Regions from separate parts of the Mus musculus genome. Here region 1 is linked to region 2. Evidence: chromatin contacts called from public promoter capture Hi-C data. All regions are on one chromosome and are shown on one strand. Each heading gives the region's core, a stretch centred on a gene start, on an enhancer-like site or on the middle of the called end of the contact. The rest is flanking DNA. Distances are from core to core; before and after follow the strand shown.

Region 1 (7,076 bases), core at 145-2,644, 780 kb after region 2:
TTTCTGACTTTTGATGTATTCTTTGGTTTAGTTTTAATCTTTAGCTGAAGTTTAACATTTATTTTATTGACTTTTTTTGTGCGTGCACGTGCGTGTATGCACATGTATGTGTCTGTGGAGGGCAGAGGCAAACCTTGGTTCTAGTTCCTCAAGTGCCATCCACTTTATCTCTTGAAGCAGGGTCTTTCCCTGCCTGGGACTCTCCATTAAGCTAGGGTGGCTGGCCAGTGAGCCTGAGGATGCTCCTGCCCCTCTTCCTGTAATATTGGGGTTACACACATTCTACCACACGTGGCTTCTTAGGTGATGTGGGGACTGAACTCAGGTCCTCAAGCTTGCATGGAAAACACTTTCCAATGAAGCTGTCTCCCAAGTCCCATAGTTTTATTTTATTGCAGGAAAGGAGCCACTGGTTGTCTTATCATTCATTCACTCCTTCTTTCCTTCACCCATCCATCCACTCACCTATCCATCCACTCACCCATCCATCCACTCATCCATCCATCCATTCACCCATCCATCTAATCACCCATCCATCCATTCATCCATCCATCCATTCATCCATTCACCCATTCACCCATCTATCCATTCACCCATCCATCCATTCACCCCAGCCTATGTGGCTGCTATTCTGCACTGTACAATGTGTCAAATGACATTTATTTACCAGGAGGAATTCAAAGAACCAAGGGCATACTCAGGACGCACGTCTTTTTGGTGCTGTATTCATTTTATTTCCTTTTCTTTTTCTTCTTTTTTTAAATCTCATTTTCCCTTTTCTTTATTTTTGCCAGTGTAAGAAGTGGTAGTGGCTCCGGGCTCCTCGTGCTGTGCAGGGTCCAGATTTCATGCTTATGCTCCTAGCGAGGCTGCCCATAGTAAGCAACATCAAAGAATACGCTGCACTTCCCTCTCCCTCTGACTCTGTGACTCCTGGAAGGTAACTCAAAACCACAGGTCCTGCAACTTTGTTGAATAACAATTAGAAGAGGAAGAATGAAAACTAAAGGCAGAAGAAGGAGGAGGAGCAAGGGTAGGAATGGGAGGAGCAAGAGGTGGAGGAGTAAGGGAAGGAAGGAGAGAAAGAGAAGAAAGGGGAAGGGAGATGAAAGAAGAAGGGGAGGGAAAAGGAGCAAGAGGAGAAGTAGGAGCAAAGTGAGGAGGTAGAGCAAGAGGAGGAGGGAAGGGGCAATAGGAGGAGGAGCAGGTGGAGGAGGGAGAGGAGCAAAAAAGGAGGGGGAGCAAGGGGAGAGGGTAGTGCAAGAGGAAGAGGGAAGGAGCAAGGGGAAAGGGAGGAGCAGGAAGAGGGGAGGAGCAGGAACAAAAGGAGGGGGAGGAAGAAGAGGGGGACAAGGGGAGGAGCAGGAGCACTGAGTGGCTGTGCTGGGGACCTTTGGAAACTGATGGTAAAAGGCAGAGCACAGCCTGGCACTTCCCCTTTCTGCGCAGGAAGGCTGAGGTGCTAGCACCAGCCTGGTTGTCTCTGGCGGGCCTGAAGCAAGCATGGATCAAGAGGCTGTGGGCAACGTTGTGCTCCTGGCCCTTGTCACCCTCATCAGCGTGGTCCAGAATGGTAAGGGCCCTTCCTCAGGGAGAGCAGGGGTGCTGGAAGCCAGGCACACACCATTCTGTGTGCACTATGCACACGTCTGTATTTATTGCTGTGTACGTGAGTGTGCAGGGGTGGGTCCTGTTCTGTGTGAGTTTGGGGTTTCCTTCTCTCACTTGAAGGATGATGTCAGGTGTGTTTGCAGAGGATGGAGAGCAACCTGAAGGGCTGGTGAGAAACTTGGCCCAAGTGTCTTGGTGGAGCAAGGGCATGAAGGGTGGAAGAGGAGGGCCAGCCTGGAGAGAGTGTGGGGGTCTGTGCTCCCTTGGACACCCGCCTGAATGAGCCAATTTGCAGCAGGACCCAGGTCGTCTGTCGTCTGTGTCAGGCAAGGGGTAGTCTTGCGAGCTATAAAGGAGAAAGTCTTTATCATCTTTTTACTTCTGTACTTAAATAAGTTCTTTTGAAGAAACATCAAAGAACAATGCGTAAGGCTATTTTTAGTTTTGTTTTGTTTTGTGGTCCTGGGGATAGAACTCAGGGCCCTGCATACCTTCTGTATATTCTCTACTACACATCTATGCCCCAGCCTTTTGGTGTACAGCTTTACACACACACACACACACACACACACACACACACACACACACACACACACACGTCTGTCTGTCTGTCTGTCTGTCTGTCTGTCTGTCTGTCTGTCAGTCAGTCAGTCATGTTCTATCCATCTATCTATCTCAACCTTCCTAGCCCTTTGACACAGTATCTCAGGTTGTGGTGACGCCCAAGCATAAATTATTTTTGTTGCTACTCCATAACTGTCATTTTGCTGCTGTTAAAGATTGTAATATAAATAAATACCTGTGCTTTCTAATGATCTGAGGTGAATTCTGTGAAAGGGTCATTTGACCCCCAAAGGGTTCATGATCCTCACGACTCACATCTATCTATTTACCTATCATCTATTTATATATAAGTCCTATCTATTATCTGTCTGTCTGTCTATGTATTTATCTATTATCTATCATCTGTCTGTCTGGGGAAATGTTCCTATTTCTTAGTATTGCCATTAAACACACACACACACACACACACACACACACACACACACTCTCACGCATGCACGCACGCACACACACACGCACGTCTGTTTTTCTATCTATCTATCTATCTATCTATCTATCTATCTATCTATCTATCTATCTATCATCTATCTATAGTTTAAGATAAATAATTAAGAGTTAAAGAACTAAGCAGGACACAGATCTGTGTAGGGCTGTCACCTTAAAGTTCTGCCTGGAATGTTTCAGGCTGACTTTTTTTTGGGTAAGGACACCAGTGGCTTTGTGTTTTCCAATTTATTAAGAAAAATTGGGGAGTCATTACTCAGGGCAGCATCCATGGCTTCCTGGTAATTTCTCACGACTCTGTACTGTTACACTTGGGATTTGGATACGCAGCCACCTTGGGATGCTATGGTGATCTTGACTGTGGAGATGCTAGGATTTCTTTGACTGGGCACAGAGCAAGGCTTCCCCTTTGGCCTCCCAAATCAGAGAGACCAGGTTTGGCACACCATAAGCATGTTTTTCTCTATGCAGCAACAGTGTGGAGTGCTCAGACCCAACCCTTTTCATGCTACATCACACTTAATCAGCTTGCAAGCCCGAGAGGGAACAAGTGGCTTCCTTAAGTCACCAGTTCCTCAAGCCACCGCTGTCTCTCTCATGCAGGGCTCTCTTGGCTCTGTGAACTGATGGTGGGATGCTAAGCAAGGCTGTCCTCCAGGAACGGTAGCAGTGGAAACCCCTAGTCTGGGCAGGGCAGGGATAGTGCTTGCTCAGCCCTGGTAGGAGCTCCCCTCTCTCCTGCTCCTCTGTACCCCGCACTGTATCTGACTGGCATCGGTGCACAGTGGGCCATGCCCTCGCCCCTGCCAGTGCAGTTGGAACCGGCTTTAACAGGAAGTTCAAATTCACTTTCACCATTGTCCTCTCATTTCAGAAACAGATCAGGGGGAAGTGGCAAGGCTCCTGGTTAGACTGGAGATCCTTTCGTGTTAGGCACTCAAATGACCAGGTTGTGTGAGCAAAGGTCCCCTCCCTTCCTCAGCACCCCCAAGAGTTGGGTAGAACAAAATGGAGCCAGAGTATCACGGGTTCAGGGATGGCACAGAGCCCTCCCACCTGTGATCAGGACAAGAGCCGCTGCTGCCCTGCAGGAAGGCTTCGCACAGTGGCTTTGGATCAGCGATGCTCTCCTGTCAGGGAGGAGCCCGAGCTCCCAGTGAGACCCGAGGCCATGCTCGAGGTCCTTCTGTAACTGTTGAAGATTCCTATCTTTGCTATCAAGTATTGAACACTCTTTGTGTCCCAGACAAGGAGGTGCAGTGGTGGCTTTACACTCTTGGGGACCCTGAGTTTTCTGAGGATGGGCAGGGCCCAGCCCGCCTGATGTGACTTCCCCCTCTGCCCTCAAATACTCTAGTCATCACGATGACTGAATGTATTACCCTCTTCCAGTCTGAGGCAGCAGGATGCAGATCTGGGAGGGCCGAGAAACCAAGAAACCCAGTCCTGAGTCATCACAGACCAGTTGCTTTCCCCACACAGCTGTCAAGAAGCTAAGGCTTTCTCCTGCCAAGGGACCAACAGCTTTGTCCTGAGGCAAACCTGGAAAAACCATGCACATTGTCTCTAACGTAACTGTCCTGGCTAGTTTTGTGTCAACCTGACACAAGCTCGAGTCATCAGAGTGGGGGAACCTCAATGGAGAAAATGCCTCCATAAGATCTGGTTGTAGGACATTTTTTAAATTAGTGATTGATGGGGGAAGGCCCCACCCACTGTGGGTGGGGCCACCCTGGGCTAGTGGTCCTGGGTTCTAGAAGAAAGCAGGCTGAGCAAGCCATAGGGAACAAGCCAGTAAGCAGCATCCCTCTATAGCCTCTGCATCAGCTCCTGCCTCCAGGTTCATGCCCTGTTTGAGCTCCAGTCCTGACTTCCTTTGATGATGAGCAGTGATATGGAAGTGTAAGCCCAATTAACCCTTTCCTTTCCTAACGTGTCTTTTGGCCACGGTGTTTCATCACAGCAATAGATACCCTGACTGCGGTCCCGCTATTGATTTTTCGGTTTTATTAAGGTGCAAGAAAGATGCCTATAAAACCATCCCACCATTTGCTTTTAGTAAATCTCGCGGTGAAGTTTGTGAACATATTGCAAAACAAGCTTTGTGTTAGACAGTTCTGCTCTTGACCATAGACTGCAGGAAGTATCTGAGCACCTTTAAGGAGGTTCAGGCTAAGCTGCAGCATTGAGCCGGTTATTGTATTAAGTGTATTTTTTTTTTACTCAAAATTTTCTGGTTTAGGGTTGATTTATTGGGAAAGCAACTCCACCCAAGGGGCATCTGTCTATGGGAAGAATGACTTTCACAGGTAACTGGAGGAAGATGGATGAAGCAGAGCTGTCCTGGATATGGAGACAGCAGGGAAAGGCCACTCAAGGGATGAGAGAAACTGGGATGAGTTAGCATCCTTCCCCATTCTCCACCTCACAGCTGCCTCCTCCCTTACAGGGGCTCTTTCTGAAATGAGGACCACAAAGCAGTCGTTCTCAACCTGTGGGTCTCGACCCCCCAGAGGGGGTCACCGAGAAAACACAGGTATTTACATTACAGTTCATAACAGTAGCGATACTACAGGTATAAAGTAACAACAAACATAACTTTATGGCTGGGAGGGTCACCACAACAAAAGGAGCTGCATTAAGGGGGTGCAGCATTCGGAAGGCTGAGAACCACTGCCATAGACAGATAGCTTCTGAAAACCCCACCAGCTCCTGCTGTGTTAAAACAGCCTCATAAAAACTATTTGTTTACTTCTCCGGCTCCCATTTCCTTAGTGATGAATTGAAATACCATGTTTTTTTTTTCTATGTGACCTTGAGAAACTTATGGATCTCTCTGACCTCCCCCCACCCCATGCAGTAGGTGATGACTCCCCTGACCACCCCCCCCATGTAGTAGGTGATGACTCCCCTGACCCCCTCCATGCAGTAGGTGATGACTCCCCGAGGCTTTCTAGATGAAGGTCCAGGGGTTGTCAGGATCCCCTTTGTGGTGAATTCTGAGGAACTGTTTTGACAACCACCTGTGGTATTTGTCTTTCATTTGCTTGCCGGTTCCAGTTTAATATTAACAGCTAGCCATAGAGAGGAGGACACATGGTCCTTGCCCGCGTGGCTTCCGGAGTTGCCTCGAGGTCTATAAGGAGTTAGGGAGACTGTCGAGGCATAAAGCAGGTAAAAGAGGGAGAGGCTGCAGCCATAGATGGACTGAGGAAGACATGCTCACGTTTGGAATTGTGGGTTGGAAGGATTTGCAGGTATCTTTAGGTGACCCCGAGAACGGGAGACCTTGAAAGTTAAAGGGGTCGGGACAGCAGAGAACAAACAGACTTGAGGACTTGAGGATGGTGGGTGGGAGGGTTGGACCTGCACAGCAGGGAGAGGGTTTGTCCCTGGGGCGAAAAGAAAGGCTTTGCTTTTTTGACCACGAAGGGGCAGATGAGGCTGACAGAGAGGTGTAGCTCAGTCCCGCGCTCACAGATAACTAGCCTTTGAGTTCCATGACACCAGCCTGCCCTCTGTGTTTGGAGGCAAGAGAGGACATTTTGAGTCCTGAGAAAGGAGATGCCTAGAGTTTCTATTATGTTTTCTCTTAGTGGAGACATTTAGAGCAGACAGGTATGTCCTTAAATGATAGCAAGAGGACAAATGGACGGACTTAAATGATAGCAAGAGGAGGGGCTCAGCTAGGCTGGAATTCAGCAGCTCTGAGCCTGAGCTCCTCCCCATCTCCTTGCCTTCAGAGCAGAAGGACCCCCCTCTTGAGAGAGTTCATGAGGAGTCAGTGAGGGGGGCCCCTGCAGTGTGGCAAGCTCTCTTCTGCACAAGCAGCCCTTTGGACGTGCTCAAAATGTGCATATTTCTACAAAAGAGTATTGGTGTGTGTGTGTGTGTGTGAGAGAGAGAGAGAGAAAGAGAGAGAGAGAGTCAGACACACACACAGAGATAGAGACAGAGACACAGACAGAGACAGACAGAGAAAGACAGAGACATACATACAGAGAAAGAGGGAGGGAGAGATTCAGAGTCAGAGAGACACACACACACAGAGAAAAAGACAGAGACAGAGGGACAGAGAGAGAGGAACAGAGAGACAGACAGACAAAGACAGAGGCAGATAGAAAGAGAGAAAGATAAAGAAAGACAGAGATGCACATACAGAGAGAGAGAGAGAGAGAGAGAGAGAGAGAGAGAGAGAGAGAGAGAGAGGTTGTAGTCTGGTCAGTAGAGGACTCCCCTAACCTGTGCAAAGCCCTTCTGCACTGTCCCTTGTATTGACAAACCCTCTGGATTCTCTCTCCTACACTACTACAGCCATGGCTTCTGTCAGCTCTTGGGTTCTACCCATGCTGGGTCTGCCTTCTCTAAGCACCAGATGCACCAGAGACAGTTATTCT
Region 2 (6,611 bases), core at 4,090-6,589:
ATCAGGATATATTACACTTCGTGTTATCCCAAGGGCAGGCGTAGCATCCTGCTATCTTCTTATATCCTCAGTAGTTGGCAGTAGACTTGGGTAAATATGTACAAAAGGAATGGTTTGGAATGAGGACATTATTAAAAAAAAAAACACTGATGGTAAATAATAGCATGTCATTCAGGTGTGTGTGTGTGTGTGTGTGTGTGTGTGTGTGTGTGTGTGTGTGTGTAACTTTCTTAAATGCTTAAAGAAGCTGGAGGTAGAATCATGTTATATCCAAGGACACACTGAGAGAATTCCATCTCACTTTTATTTTCAAATAGAAAGAAAGCTACATGTAAGCTCACTTTTGTTTTCAAATAGAAAGAAAGCTACATGTAAGAGAAATCTTTCCGTGTGTGTGTGTGTGTGTGTGTGTCTGTCTGTCTGTCTGTCTGTCTGTGTGTCTGTGTGTGTCTGTGTGTGTGTGTCTGTGTGTGCACATTGCCAGCAGCATGAATGTGGATATCTTCTGGGAGTGCTCCTTGCTGCTCCCTGTACCAGGCTAGCTGCTAGGTAAGGTTCCAGGCTTTTCCTGGCTCCACCTTCCATGTAGGAATGCTGAGATTCCAGACAAGTGCTACTCTGCCTGGCTCCTTGTGTGGATCAGAACCCAGCTCCTCCTATTTTCAGTTCAGGGCTGGAACTGAGGGCTCCGATGAGCTATGCTCCCAGCACCTTTTAAAAGATCTTACAGGACCTTTTAAAGTTCTACAGAGTGGCAATCCAAAACATTCCTAGCAGAATAATAATCAGAGTATTAATGAAATGGAAAGTGAAAGCTGCCTTGGAATTCTTATCTATAACTGAGCAAGCAAAAGGGATAAAGATATAGCGCACATTCTTTTAAAATACACACGTGCACGTGCACACACATGCATACACAAGTGTGCACACACACCACATGCACAAAATTTCGCTTGCCATCAAGGCCAGCTTGAGAGCAGTCCCGGATCCCTCAACCAAAGCCCGGGGAAGTTCTGTAAAGAGAATCTTCAGAGTAAAGGCAGGAGATGGGATGCTTTGAAGATGAAGCTCGGCGATGTCTGGGGTGAACTCGTTCCTAACAGCTTCTCTATGAGTGTAAGGTGTTTTCCAGCCCTTCCAATAGTTATAACTGTATGTTCACGACTGAACCATAACATACTTGAGGCACTTCAGGCTTGACTTGGAAAAAGACTACAGTTATTCTTCTATTTTCATTTGTATGTAATTAAGTGCTTTGCACTCTGTGCCATATTCCTTTATTTTTCAAACATATCATTAGTTTATTTTGTATTTATCTTATATTTATTAGTGGTTTGCTGCTGCATGTACATATGTGTACCATGTGCACATGGAGGTCAGAAGAGGGCATGAGATTCCCTGGAACTGGAGTTACAGATGGTTGTGAGCCGCCATGTGAGTGCTGGCCATTGAACCCGGGTCCCCAGCAAGAGCAGTCAGTGAAGGGATCTCTTCAGCTCCCAAACACTTCATTCTTAGTGCATGTCTTTAACAATTTGATATTTGAATAATAAAATATAACTATTGTTATTTGTTCTTTATTTGTAATTCCTGGGATCATCTGATGTTTCTGCTGATTTTTTTCTAACTTCTTTATGTATAGAATATTAGTATCAGTATCCATGATTTGTTATAAATATAAGCTGAAATTGACAACATGGCAACCTTGCTGTTTTGCCCTGATAACTGGATGGCCACCTGACCCAGGGGCACCCTATCTGTTATGTGATGATGTTGTATGTGATATGACCTCATGCTGATCCAAGTACAATAATCAAGTGTCCGAAGCCCATCTCCCCCAACCTTCCAGGGGGTGTGTATGAGTGTGTGGTGCCGGGATCAAGCCAAAGCTTCACACATATAGTAGGCAAGCACTCTACGCTGAATTGCATCCCAATTCCTTTTACCTGCCTCTTTTCCTGACTGGGTTAGGGACTCCGATCCAAACTGAGGTGAGTAGGGAGAGGGAAGGACCCGTCTGTCACAGGACACATGGCCACCACTATAGCTACTCAACACTGCAGGCAGTACTGGCATTTAGCTAAGAATGGTCTGCTGATTTCTCTAGTTCCCACAGCCACCAGCTGTGGGAACCAAGTGCTGAGTCCCATGAAGTTCACGAGGCTGTGACCGAAGCCCTCTGCACTTTGTCTTCCTCTCTTATGACAGGAACCAACGGGAACTGCGCTTTCACACTCACCAGCTCGGAACTTTCTGAAGTCAGAGTGGTCAGAGTGGTTTGGGGCTGTGCCATGACCGCGATAGGATTTAGAAGCCCAGCTCAGTGCTGCACCAGCCATACAGTGATTCCAAACTCTCGAGTGGAGCGCCATTCCGGGACCCCTCCCTTCTCGCTTGCTTCTGGAGGAACACAAGTGCAGAAAGTTTTCCCTTTCTCACTCCTGTCCTCCAGGAGGAGAAAAAGACACTGTGGACACACCTGTGGAGGCTTTCCCTACAGTCTTATTCCAGCAAACACAATGATGTCCAGTTGCAGGTGTCCCATTTGTAAATGAGATCAAGTTCCTGTTACCACTATCAAAGCTACTGTCATTGCCGACGCTGCCAGTGGCCAGGGAATCTTAGTGAGTTGTCATCAGTGGTAGCTTCGTGGTGGGTTCTACACCTACAGAGAAGCCAATGGACTTCGGAAGAGGGACAGACAGCAGTGTGGCTGTAAAAGCCCTCCATGGCTTTCTGTGCTCAGAACTACCAAACTCAAGATTTTTTGTTTGTTTGTTTGATTGGTTGGTTGGTTGGTTTTTTTCAAGACAGGGTTTCTCTGTGTAGTCCTGGCTGTTCTGGAACTCAGTCTGTAGAGCAGGCTGGCCTCGATCTCACAGAGACCCACTGTCTCTACTTTCTGGGTGCTGGGATTAAAGGTATGGTCCACTGCTTCCTGGCAACCTTAGCTTTTTAAGAGTATCATAAATATTTGAAAGAATTATCTTCCATGCCTACTATTTGTAAAGTTGTATATTCAGCTCGCAGTAAGGTATTTTGGATGGCCCTTTCCTAAAATTGAGTTTTAAATACAACTCCAGATTTGTTCCGTTGGGCAAGTGTACTATCGGTTTATTGGGTTTGTTTCTGTTTAAGGCTTCAAAGAAAAACTACTTGCTGCTAAATTGCTCCTAAAATTTACAGGTAACAACCAGCTAAACATATGTGGAGACGTTTAAAGCATATATTCTTTGGAAACAGATTACACTGGTTGTATGCTCCCAAAATGCCATAAAACAAAGCTTTCAAAGGCAGTGGCAAATTGGAGGGGCTGCCACAACTAATGTATCTTTCAAAGCCTAAAATAAATTATGTCAGCCTTTCTAGCCTGGGAGTTGATTTTTTAACTCAAAACAACCCAAACCCATTCTATATCACAATAAAATGCTAATGATGACCAGGTCTTGTACGTTTCATGAATTATAGCCAAAAACCAACGAAACAGAGGCCAATAAACCTGGTCTCCAGCCTCTTAGGGAGTTAAGCACTAACACACAGGGATTTCACTTTGGTCTGGGTGCAAGTCCTGCATGTTTAAAAGAACACTGCTGTGTTAGAGGCTGTATGTGTGTGTTTCCTACGTGTCTGAATAGTCCCCTGTGTGTGTGTGTGTGTGTGTGTGTGTGTGTGCACACGTGCGAGTGTGTGTGTGTATACACATGCTTGCATGTAGAGGTCAGAGGCCACTATTGTGTGTCTTTCTCAATTCCTTTCCACCTTAGTTTTTTGGTTTTTTTTTTTTTGGTTTTTTTTTTTTTTTGGGTTTCTCATATAGCCCTGGCTGTCCTGGAACTCACTTTGTAGACCAGGCTGGCCTTGAACTCAGAAATCCTCCTGCCTCTGCCTCCCAAGTGCTGGGATTAAAGGCATGTGCCACCACGCCCAACTTTTTTTTTTTTTTTCCACCTTAGTTTTTGAAATAGGGTCTCTCCTTGAACCCGAAGCTTATGAATTTGGCAAGCCTGGCTCCTTGGAGAATGTCTTAATTAGGGCCTATTGCTGCAACCAAAAGCAACTTGAGGAGAAAAGGGTTTATTTTGCCTAAACTTCCAGTTAACAGTCCATTACTGAGGAAAATCAGAGCAGTAAAGGGACCTGGAGGCAGGAGCTGATGCAGAGGCCATGGGTGGGGGTGGGGTGCTGCTTACTGACTTGCTCCTCATGGCTTGCTCAGCCTGCTTTCTTATAGAACCGAGGACCACCAGCCCAAGGAATGGTACCCCACCAAACCACTAATTAAGAAAATGCATTACAGGTTTATCTGCTTACGGTGGGCTCTTCTGGAGGCATTTTCTCAGTTGAGGCTCCCTCCTCCCTGATGTCTGTAGCTTGAGTCAAGTTGACATACAACTAGGGATTCTCCGGTCTCTGCCTCCCAAGTGCTGGCATTACTGGCATGTGTGGCTACAGTCAGCTTCTACATGGGTGTTAAAGACTGAACTCAGGTCCTCGTGCTTGCATGGCAGGTAATGGATCAATTGTTCTATCTCCCCAGCCATTATATGTATGTATATATGTAAATTACATATACATAGATCCAATACGTATATATCTGCCGTTCCCTCCCACTTTCCTGTAAATGTCATGATTTTATTCCTCTTTACAGATGAATAACCCCCAGTTGTTGTTTTTTGTTGTTGTTGTTGTTTGTTTGTTTGTTTGTTTGTTTGATCCATTCTCCAGATGATGGGCATTAGGCTGGTTCCATCTCTTAGCAATTGTGACTGCGGCAGCAGGGGTCTCTGTAGTGTGTTGGCATGGGGTACTTTGGATAAATGCCTAGGAGTGTTAGAGCTGGGTCATATAATAGTTCTATTTTTAGCCCTTTTGAAAAACTCCCATACTAATTTCCTTGGAGATAGCATCAGCGGTCCACATTCTCCCCAACAGTGTGTAAGACTTCCCCTTTCTCTCTGACCACATAATTTTACACCCCAGGCACCTGAGTTTTAACTGAGTCTTAATCAAGTCTCCCTTAGACACAACGTAAAGGTTGTGATTATTTATGCAGCCTTGAAGTGCCATTTCCCTGAGAGTCACTCCTTGTGTTCCTGTAAAACCTCGCTCGCATGTCTGCTTTCCTGCTCACTGTACACACAGACGCAGGTTCCCCCAGCTGGAGTAGCAAATGGACTGCTCACCTCCTGCTGTCTCTCAGCATCTAGCAAACGCCTGTAGGTGTGTTGGCTGGAGTGAAAAATGCCCCCCCCCCCCAAAGGCTCAGTTCCCTGGTTGGTGGAGATTTGAAGGGTGGGGAAGGGTGAATGGAACCTTCGGGAGGTGTGGCCTTGCTGGAGGAAGTGCGTCACTATAAGGGGGTGCGCTTTGCAATTTCATAGCCCCGCCCGCCTCCAGTTCTCTCTCTGCTTCTTGAGTTTGCTTGCGGTGGAGGTGTGATCTCTTGACTCCTTGCTCCTTCATGCTTCTACCATAATGGACTTTTAGTCCTCTGGAACTTAAGCCAAAAGAGATGCTCTCATCTCTAAGTTACTTGTGGTCAGGGTATTTTATTACGGTAACAGAAACTGATACCGTGGGTGTTAAGGACTGAAGTGTGTCCTATGCTCTTAGGCTGATATGTTGACATCTTAACCCCCAGTACCTCCAACGGGCCCTCACTTGAAAAGAGGGTCACTGAAGGTGTAATTAGTCACTATGACTTCACAGTAAATCCCAACCCAGTATGACTGGTGTCATAAAAAGAGATTTGGACACAGGCAGGGAGACGCAGTTTGACCGTGAAGGGAGAGCAGCAAGCGCCATGTGTCTGTGAGAGTCTGCCAGCTAGCCTCAGGGCTTGGAGGAAAGCCCAGTGCAGAGCCTCTTTAGCGGCTCTCAGAAGAAACGAGCACTGCAGACTTCTTGCCTCCAGTGTCCAAAGGCAACAATCTCTGTATTGAAGGTGCCCACGTGGAAGCTCTTTATATGGGGCCCTAGCAAAGCCACGGCTGTGTGACAGAGAACCAGCACAAACTCAGCTGCGACAGCAGGGGTGGTGGCCCGTGGTTTCCTTTCCAGGGAGTAGCTCCTGAATTTGACAGCGTTCTTCTCGTACTGTGCAGAATGCCCTAATCTACTCGAGATGCTCATGTATATAAGACGAGGTGCAGTCAAGGTCGCCATTTGCTTAAACGAATGCATCCCAGTAATAAGTAGGAAGCCGGCAAGCTCAGGGACACAGCTAAATACAAGGGGTCAAGCCCCGCATGGTAAAGTAAATTAACTAAATGAAAAATAACTTCTCTTTAAACTTTATTTGTATAAGCATTTGCCCGTGTTTATGTTGTGTTACAGGTATGTGCACCCTCAGAGGTGAGAGGGGGGCATCATTTGTTCTTCTTTCCCCCTCCCTCCCCCCTCCCTCCCCGCCTTCCTTTGTACTTCTGTCATTGGCTGATGCCCAGCCAATGTCAGGGACCATGCCATTGAGTCTGTGGGACTGTGAACATGGTAAATCTTTTTTCTTTAGAAAGCTGACCTTGCCTAGGCTACTAGAAAAAAAAAAAAAAAAAAAAAAGATGTGATATACCATGAAAAATAAGTTCCTGAGAAATTTGCTACAGAAAAAA

What was found. Promoter capture Hi-C pulls out the DNA fragments that hold promoters and counts their contacts.
Region 1: a promoter capture Hi-C map of the C10 cell line shows a contact between it and region 2, with 5 times the contacts expected there. The contact joins the promoter of Alox5ap here to the enhancer-like site in region 2. A contact is called at or near these places in 4 of 39 promoter capture datasets (the C10 cell line, liver and neutrophils), 2 of 115 datasets of contacts at active chromatin or transcription factors (microglia and pancreatic cancer cells) and 1 of 9 other capture datasets (adipose tissue).

The regions. Positions count from the first base shown.
Region 1 is chr5:149,263,610-149,270,685 of GRCm38.p6, forward strand. It overlaps Alox5ap (arachidonate 5-lipoxygenase activating protein), which reads left to right and starts at 1,395. Exons shown (of 5, transcript NM_009663.2): 1 at 1,395-1,573. The coding sequence starts at 1,504.
Region 2 is chr5:148,484,177-148,490,787 of GRCm38.p6, forward strand. No RefSeq gene overlaps it. Among named protein-coding and RNA genes, the nearest start is that of Ubl3, 65 kb to the right of the region's middle. Within about 2 kb of position 5,340, at least 183 of the 459 cell types and tissues checked have an H3K27ac peak or open chromatin away from gene starts, as enhancers often do. A contact at or near this core is called in adipose tissue and neutrophils, where this site is marked.